Regions from separate parts of the Mus musculus genome. Here region 1 is linked to region 2. The links are chromatin contacts, called in public promoter capture Hi-C maps. All regions are on one chromosome and are shown on one strand. The core of a region is the stretch at or near the end of the contact, and the rest is flanking DNA. Distances in the headings are between cores, read along the strand shown.

Evidence for each region. Promoter capture Hi-C pulls out the DNA fragments that hold promoters and counts their contacts.
Region 1: a contact with region 2 is called in a promoter capture Hi-C map of cranial neural crest. The contact joins the promoter of Nrbf2 here to the promoter of Pbld2 in region 2.

What each region holds. Positions count from the first base shown.
Region 1 is chr10:67,283,121-67,286,599 of GRCm38.p6, forward strand. It overlaps Nrbf2 (nuclear receptor binding factor 2), which reads right to left and starts at 2,161. Exons shown (of 4, transcript NM_001036293.2): 1 at 1,977-2,161. The coding sequence starts at 2,006. Gm46200 (a long non-coding RNA gene) reads left to right here and starts at 2,313. Exons shown (of 3, transcript XR_001779690.1): 1 at 2,313-2,400.
Region 2 is chr10:63,023,244-63,026,392 of GRCm38.p6, forward strand. It overlaps Pbld2 (phenazine biosynthesis-like protein domain containing 2), which reads left to right and starts at 1,269. Exons shown (of 10, transcript NM_026085.2): 1 at 1,269-1,493. It overlaps Hnrnph3 (heterogeneous nuclear ribonucleoprotein H3), which reads right to left and starts at 606. Exons shown (of 10, transcript NM_001079824.1): 1 at 477-606.

The sequences.
Region 1 (3,479 bases), core at 911-3,410, 4.3 Mb after region 2:
ACACCGCTTACATGAGTTCAATCTCCAAACCCACATGGTGGAGGGAAATGACATTCCCAAGCTGTCTTGATTTCCACAGAAATGACCCGCGCACAGACACAAGCCCTAGTCTCTAGCACCTCTTTAACAGAAGCTTGCCAATGCTACTCTGCAATGCACTTAAATCATTCAAGTAAACACCCTGTTACCTTTCAATGGTTAGCTAGGCTGAAAATCAGAAATCTTCAAAATCTCAAATGGCTTAAAAATTCAAACTGCCACATTTCTGAAATTTGTCACGTAAATTTTAGGACCGGATAATGGAATTGTGCTAGCCTCCTAATTTACCTATTTAAGACAGCAAACCTCAGCAGGGCCTGGAATCCCAGCATTTAGAAAGCTAAGCTCATGACCAGCCTGGGCGACAGTGAGCTTGGAGCTAGCATGGCTCAAACACACAGTAGCTAAATAAAAGTCCCATTGCCACCAGCTGCCTCCTTTATCCCAGACTGAGGGATTGGTACTCCAACTTCCACTGCCCCAGTTTCAGTGTTCTCATAGGGAACACCGAATACGCTTGTGGAGCAGGTAGCCAGGGTTAGGCTACACCCTGCTGCCAAATCAAGTGAAGCTAACTGGAAGTGAACCAGTGATCGTTCGGCAAGGACACTTGAACTTTGAAGCACTCGGTAAACAGCTGGCTACGACTAATAATATTCCTGTGGAGTTTCCCTGGTGAGCCACCCATACTTCACTACAAACTATAGTTGGCCACACAAATTCTCTTACAAACAAGAGAGGCGCGAGGTTATTTCCCTAGCTCCCCAAAACTCACCAGTGTAGCCTCATTAGCCTGAAGTGTAATCCACTTAGAAACGGACGCAGGGTCTAAATTAGTAACTCTTGGGTAGATTTCTCGGAGCTGCAAACCTGGCGCCAGGGATGGAACCATAGCTTTAGGTGTTCACTCTCCAGCGTTGACGCTCAACACTCCCAAATCTCATTAAGTGACAGGGGCTACGGTCTCACTGGAGCAACTAACTCTTCCAATGTTCCATCCATAACGTACAGTTCTACGTGTCTCTTATCTATTCAGTCCTTTAATCCTCACAACGAACGAGGGTTAAAACAAAAACAAAAAAAAACAATGAAGTGAAAATTTTTGTTCAAGGTCTCTTGAGGCTATTAGGTGACTAAGCCCGAGTTCAAATCCAGGAGTTTGGCTCCAGAAATCCATAGTCTGAAACCACAGACTCTGGCTTCTCTGCACAGCACGGACCAGGCTCTTCCAAGCCGGGAGGGAGGGCAGAGTTCCAAAGGAAGCAATCAATCTTTCCCGGTCCTGCTCTCAATCCCTCCGCATCATCGCAAACCACCTACAGACTTGGGACTTGCAAAGTTTTACTCCGCAACACTAAGGAACCAGACGTCTGCATCTGAATTTCATGAACCTTTTCCCAGGAAACCCGAAGATGTCCTGTGATCACACTTAGAACAGAACTGTGGGAGGTTTGGGGTTTTGTGGGGTTGTTTGGGGCGGTGTGTGTGTGTGTGTTCCTTTTTGCCCCAAACAATAATGACCCGGCCCCCTGTGTGTCTCTCTGTATGTGTTTCTGAGAAAGGCAAACACGTCTGGTACTTTCGTGAGCCTTAAAGCAAAGGCACCGGGCTGCGGGGCGTGGACTGGGGTTCCGATCCAGCTGTTTCAGAGGGGCCTTCGCTAGCCCAGCTGCGAGGGCAGCAGGGAAGAGGGGGTGCGGTGTGCGAGGCGCGGCCCCGACACCCCGACTCTGCCCGCGGCCTGCAGGCGGCGGCTACGTGGCGCTGGGACGCGGTCCCAGCAGGGCAGATGCCACGGGCCCCGAGGGAGAGGCCTGAGCCCCGGGGATCAGGGTCCCCTCCATGAGCTCGCGGCTCCCCCTTCAGTGCCGCTTGACCCCCTCAGCCCGCGTTTCCCCGCAGCCTACCGGTCCCCGACTCAGCCCGCGACCACTCACAAGGTTGAGGGGTCCTTCCATCACTTCCATAAACCCCGGGGTGAGCAGCGGCCCGAGGCGGAGCGGCGGCGCCCGGGCACATGGAGGGGCAGCGAGGGCAGGGAGACGCGGCGGCTGGCAGGAGGCTCCTCGCAGAACCCGGAGCCGGCAGTGAGAGCCCAAGAGCGACAGCCGCGCCACTTCCGCCTCCGACGTCGCGTCGCGGGGGGCCGTCCCGGCGTCGCTGCGCGCGGCGGCGTGACGTCGCCACGCGCCGGCGCGAGGCAGGGGGCGCGGCTGGGGTGAGAGCATGGGGTGGGCGGGGCTAGGGGCGGGGCAGCAGCTAAGTGACAAAAACCGCCCCTCTCCTCGCGAGAGGGAGCTCTGCTAGACTTCGGCGGCGGCTGTCACGTGATGAGCCGGGTCTGGCTAGTTGGTTAATAAGGTCACTCTGCACGCTTGACCTTTCTTCCTTCCCGTAGGCTTTCTCAGGTCCTCTCCTTGTACCTCACCCCTCCTTCTCCGTTTCTGTTCTATCTCCGTTGACTTTTTTTTAAAAAGCAAATTTGAGCCAAGTTAACACCCTGCACTAGATCCGCCTTACAGGAGGTTTCCATATTTTTTGCCTTTTGGCAGAGAGTCTGTGGCCCAGATCTTGTACATGTGGCAGTCTTGTGTCGAGCATATGAGCAGGTGCCACCATACCTCCACTCCACCGAGAGGATTTGACAGAGATAAGTGACCCCAGGGTCACAAACTAATTCTAAAGCAAGAAGGATTATAAGCCACCAAGTATAACCGTTCTTCAACAACTATGTACTAAATCACTGTGCTAAGGTCTTTCTGTTTCCGCACCCACTGGCAAGTAGATATGGTTTATGGAGAAAGGGAGATGGAGAGGAGCTGAGAGAACAACTAACATATTGTGTGAAGGAAACCGGGCTTACCTGGAGGTTTTTTTTTTTTTTTTTTTTTTTTAAAGATTTATTTATTTTTATTATATATAAGTACACTGTAGCTGTCTTTAGACACTCCAGAAGAGGGCGTCAGATCTCATTACGGATGGTTGTGAGCCACCATGTGGTTGCTGGGATTTGAACTTCGGACCTTTGGAAGAGCAGTCGGGTGCTCTTACACACTGAGCCATCTCACCAGCCCCTTACCTGGAGGTTTTACAGTACCAAATTCTGTAATGAAAAAAACTTCAAAGAACCACATGAATGTACCTTTAAGAATTTGTAATATTGGAGGACGTGGAGACGCAGGTTGGGTGTTAAAGGAAACCCACCTGGGGTGTGATTTTTTTTTAAGATTTATTTATTTAATTTATTTTAGTACACAGTCACTGTCTTCAGACAGACCAGAAGAGGGCATCAGATCCCATTAGAGATGGTTGTGAGCCACCATGTGGTTGCTGGGAATTGAACTAAGGACCTCTGGAAGAGCAGTCAGTGCTCTTAACCTCTGAGCCATCTCTCCAGCCCCCTGGGATGTGATTTTTTTTTTTTAATATGAAACCTTAAA
Region 2 (3,149 bases), core at 19-2,518:
CGTCGTCACTGGCTTCTCCTTCCCCCGCCCCCAGCTCCCCCTGTCTCAACCCTGGAGTCTGCGTCAGCAGCCCCTCGCAGCCCCGCCGGCCCCAGGTAGTCCCTTCGAGAGCACCGGAGGCCCCGGTGGGTGGCCGGGCCCGCCGAGCGCCATTTCCACCCGGAGCGCGTCCCGCTTTCCCGGCTCGCTGAGCTCCCCACCCTCATCCCTACCGGAGAGCTCGGATCTCCCGCCCGCACTCTCTCCTGCCGGACACTTTCCCGTAAGCCGGAGGCGACAAAGTAGCCCGAGCGGGGGAAAGGCGGGAAGGCGACCCGACCGCTACCGGCCCCCAAGATGGCGGCAGCCGAGCGGCGGGGGAGAGCGAGCGAGCGGCCACTCCGCGTTCCCTCACCCGCTCCCGGGCTCTTCGTCCTTCTCCCGACTCCGCTGTCGGCACCGCCGGCCCAACCTACCCCCCCTTCTACTTCAGATACCCTGTGGGGCGTAAGCAACGCCTACACCGACGCTCGCGCGGGTCTGGTCGCGGGCAGGGACGCCTGGCTCGCCCGCTGCTGAGCGCTCGCCACAACGGTTCGGCTCCCTCGCTCCCCTCAACCGTCTCCCGCCGCGCCAACCGCTCTAGGAGCTGCGCAGCCGAGCGACTGCCGAGGGGGGATGGGAGGGGGGCGAGAGAGAGGGAGGGGGCAGGGCCGACTGCCCAGGCCCACCCCCTCTCTGCCGCGCTGCTCTCGCGATACTTGAGTGACAGCGTGGTCTCCCAGGGGGCGGGGCGCAGCGCACCTGCGCACTCGGGACCTGCCCGGTTGCCACCGTGGTGGGCGTGGAGTCGCAGCGAGTGGGCTGTGGCGGACTCCGTTGGCTCCCGCCGACCGACCAACCCTCTGAACCCCGGAGCTCACGTTTGTCCCTCCCCACGGGCCTCTGAGGAGCCGTGGTCACGCGGTTTGCTAAGTTTCTTATCTGCTCCACTGGGAATAGATCCCACAAAGGCCCCCGCGCGGAAGGAGCCACGTGGTTTCTGTCACCCCGCCCCCCAACCCGGGGACGGCTTTGCTGGTCCACCATATTTGCATTATGCAATCAGAAAAAAAGATGAATGTTGCGCCTGCGAAGATACAAAGCGTCTAAACCCAGCAGGATTCCCGTCCTAGCCTGGGGCATCCCCTTTGTTCCCCTGCGTAGGCAGCCTTGGCGCCTTGATTGGTTTCCTACCTGCCAGGTTCGGTTTTTCTCTCCATTAAACCCGGGTGACGGGTCTGTGGTTCACGGCAATAGACTTTATCTAAGTAAGAGTTTGGTATTCCTAAAAATTGTGCTCGCAGGAGACACCTAAAAAAACCGCATGTGGAGGTTCTGTCGTGCTACCAAGATTGCTCCCGACCCGTTTATGGCTTTTTTAAAGTTGTAACACAAATTGCACATGGAAAGGCTGTGGGAAGGTGGAGGGCCACCCTGGTGTTGAGAGACTTGGGAGAGCAAAGCTAATTAAGGTGGGTACGGACAGCAGAGGGCGAAAAGAGGCCGGGCTGGACAGACTAAGGCTGTGAACGTGGATGGGGCTGGGTTGGAATCACCCTTCAGTGTGCATCCAAAGATTTCTTTGTGCTACAAACACTGGGAAGTCCATGTGGAGTGGAGTAGTGGCAGTGTGGAAGGTTGGATTTGATTTACTATGAATTTTTATTTATGTTTATACTAGAGCCAAGAGGCCAATGACTTTCTTGTATGGAAACTTGTATTTCACGGCTTTAATTCATCTTCAAACCTACTTGAAAGTCTTTAGTACTCTACTGATTTTATAGCCCAAAATATCCTTCAGAGAAGGGGGGGGGGGCGCAGTGTGCTTATACTTACAGACAGGAAAATCAAAGTATGTTCTAGAAGCCGTCATAGCTCAGGTTTATTAAGTACTTCCTGAAATGGCATGGTAAGCAGTTCCTTGTCTTTGTTCTTGGGTAGCCAAGGATGTCCTTGAACTCCTGACCCTCTGTGTCTCCATAGCCTTACAAAGTGGTATTTCACAGATGCAGTCCCTAGTCCCACAAGAGTGAAAATAATTACACTTGATAACACTAAACTCTTTTATGTGGTGACAAGTTAGTGGCTTACTGGCCAGACACTTGCTGAAGCTTGGTTATTTTATTGTTACTTTAATCCCCTAAAGTTACCCCACCCCCTCCTTTTAATAGCTGGGGGTTGATTTAGAGCCCAAAGTATGTTCTCTTTTTTAAAAAAGTAACTGGTTTAGCTGGGTAGTGGTGCACACCTTTAATCCCAGCACTCGGGAGGCAGAGGCAGTTGGATCTCTTTGTTGGAGGCCAGCCTGGTCTTCAGAGTGAGTTCCTGGACAGCCAGGGCTACACTGAGAAACACTGCCTCTGGGCGGTGGGGTGGAGGGGGTAACAAACCTAAAGGGAACTGGCTTATTAGCAGTACTCCAAGCTGAACTCTTAGGATGAAACCTTCCCAGGGCCTTTCTTCTATTGGGTTTTAATTACATGGCTCCTTTACCTTTCACTCTTTCAACATGATTGGGTAGGTGGAATTCTGTAATCCCTTTTCCTCTTCCCCTGGAATTCAGTCTGCTTACAGCATGAATGAATTTGGCATTCTTTGCACACACTTTGTGTGGTTATCGGCCACAATCCTCAATTCGTTTTGATGGCTCTAATGTATGACTTTTCAACCAATGCTGACATTTCTTTGGAGGCGTGTCTCTGTCATTTCTTTGGAGGCGTGTCTCTGTCATTTCTTTGTGGTGAGTGCCGGTTACCACTATGAAGATTTAGGTCTTCAAATTAGTACTCCAGGCCTTTTGCCCTTTTGTTACAGCAAGTAGGGAAGTTTTCATTTAAAGAGGCATTTGACCATGGTAAAGGTAATTTGTATTAGCTTCTTAGTTTACTAATTTTCCTTAAAAAAAAAAAAAAAAAAAAAAAAAAAAAGAACCTGCTCCTTCCTCACCCAGTTGAATCCTGTTGTAAAGCTTGGTGTGATTGGACCCTGCTGTTCCGGGGATGCCTACAGAATTGTTTCCAGATTGATCTCTAAGGAATTGTTTCCATGGAGACGGTTACAACTCGGGGCTCCCAGCTGCTTTTTTCACCTCCCCTCTCTTTTTTCCTTGCCCCCTCTCCTTTCCCCAC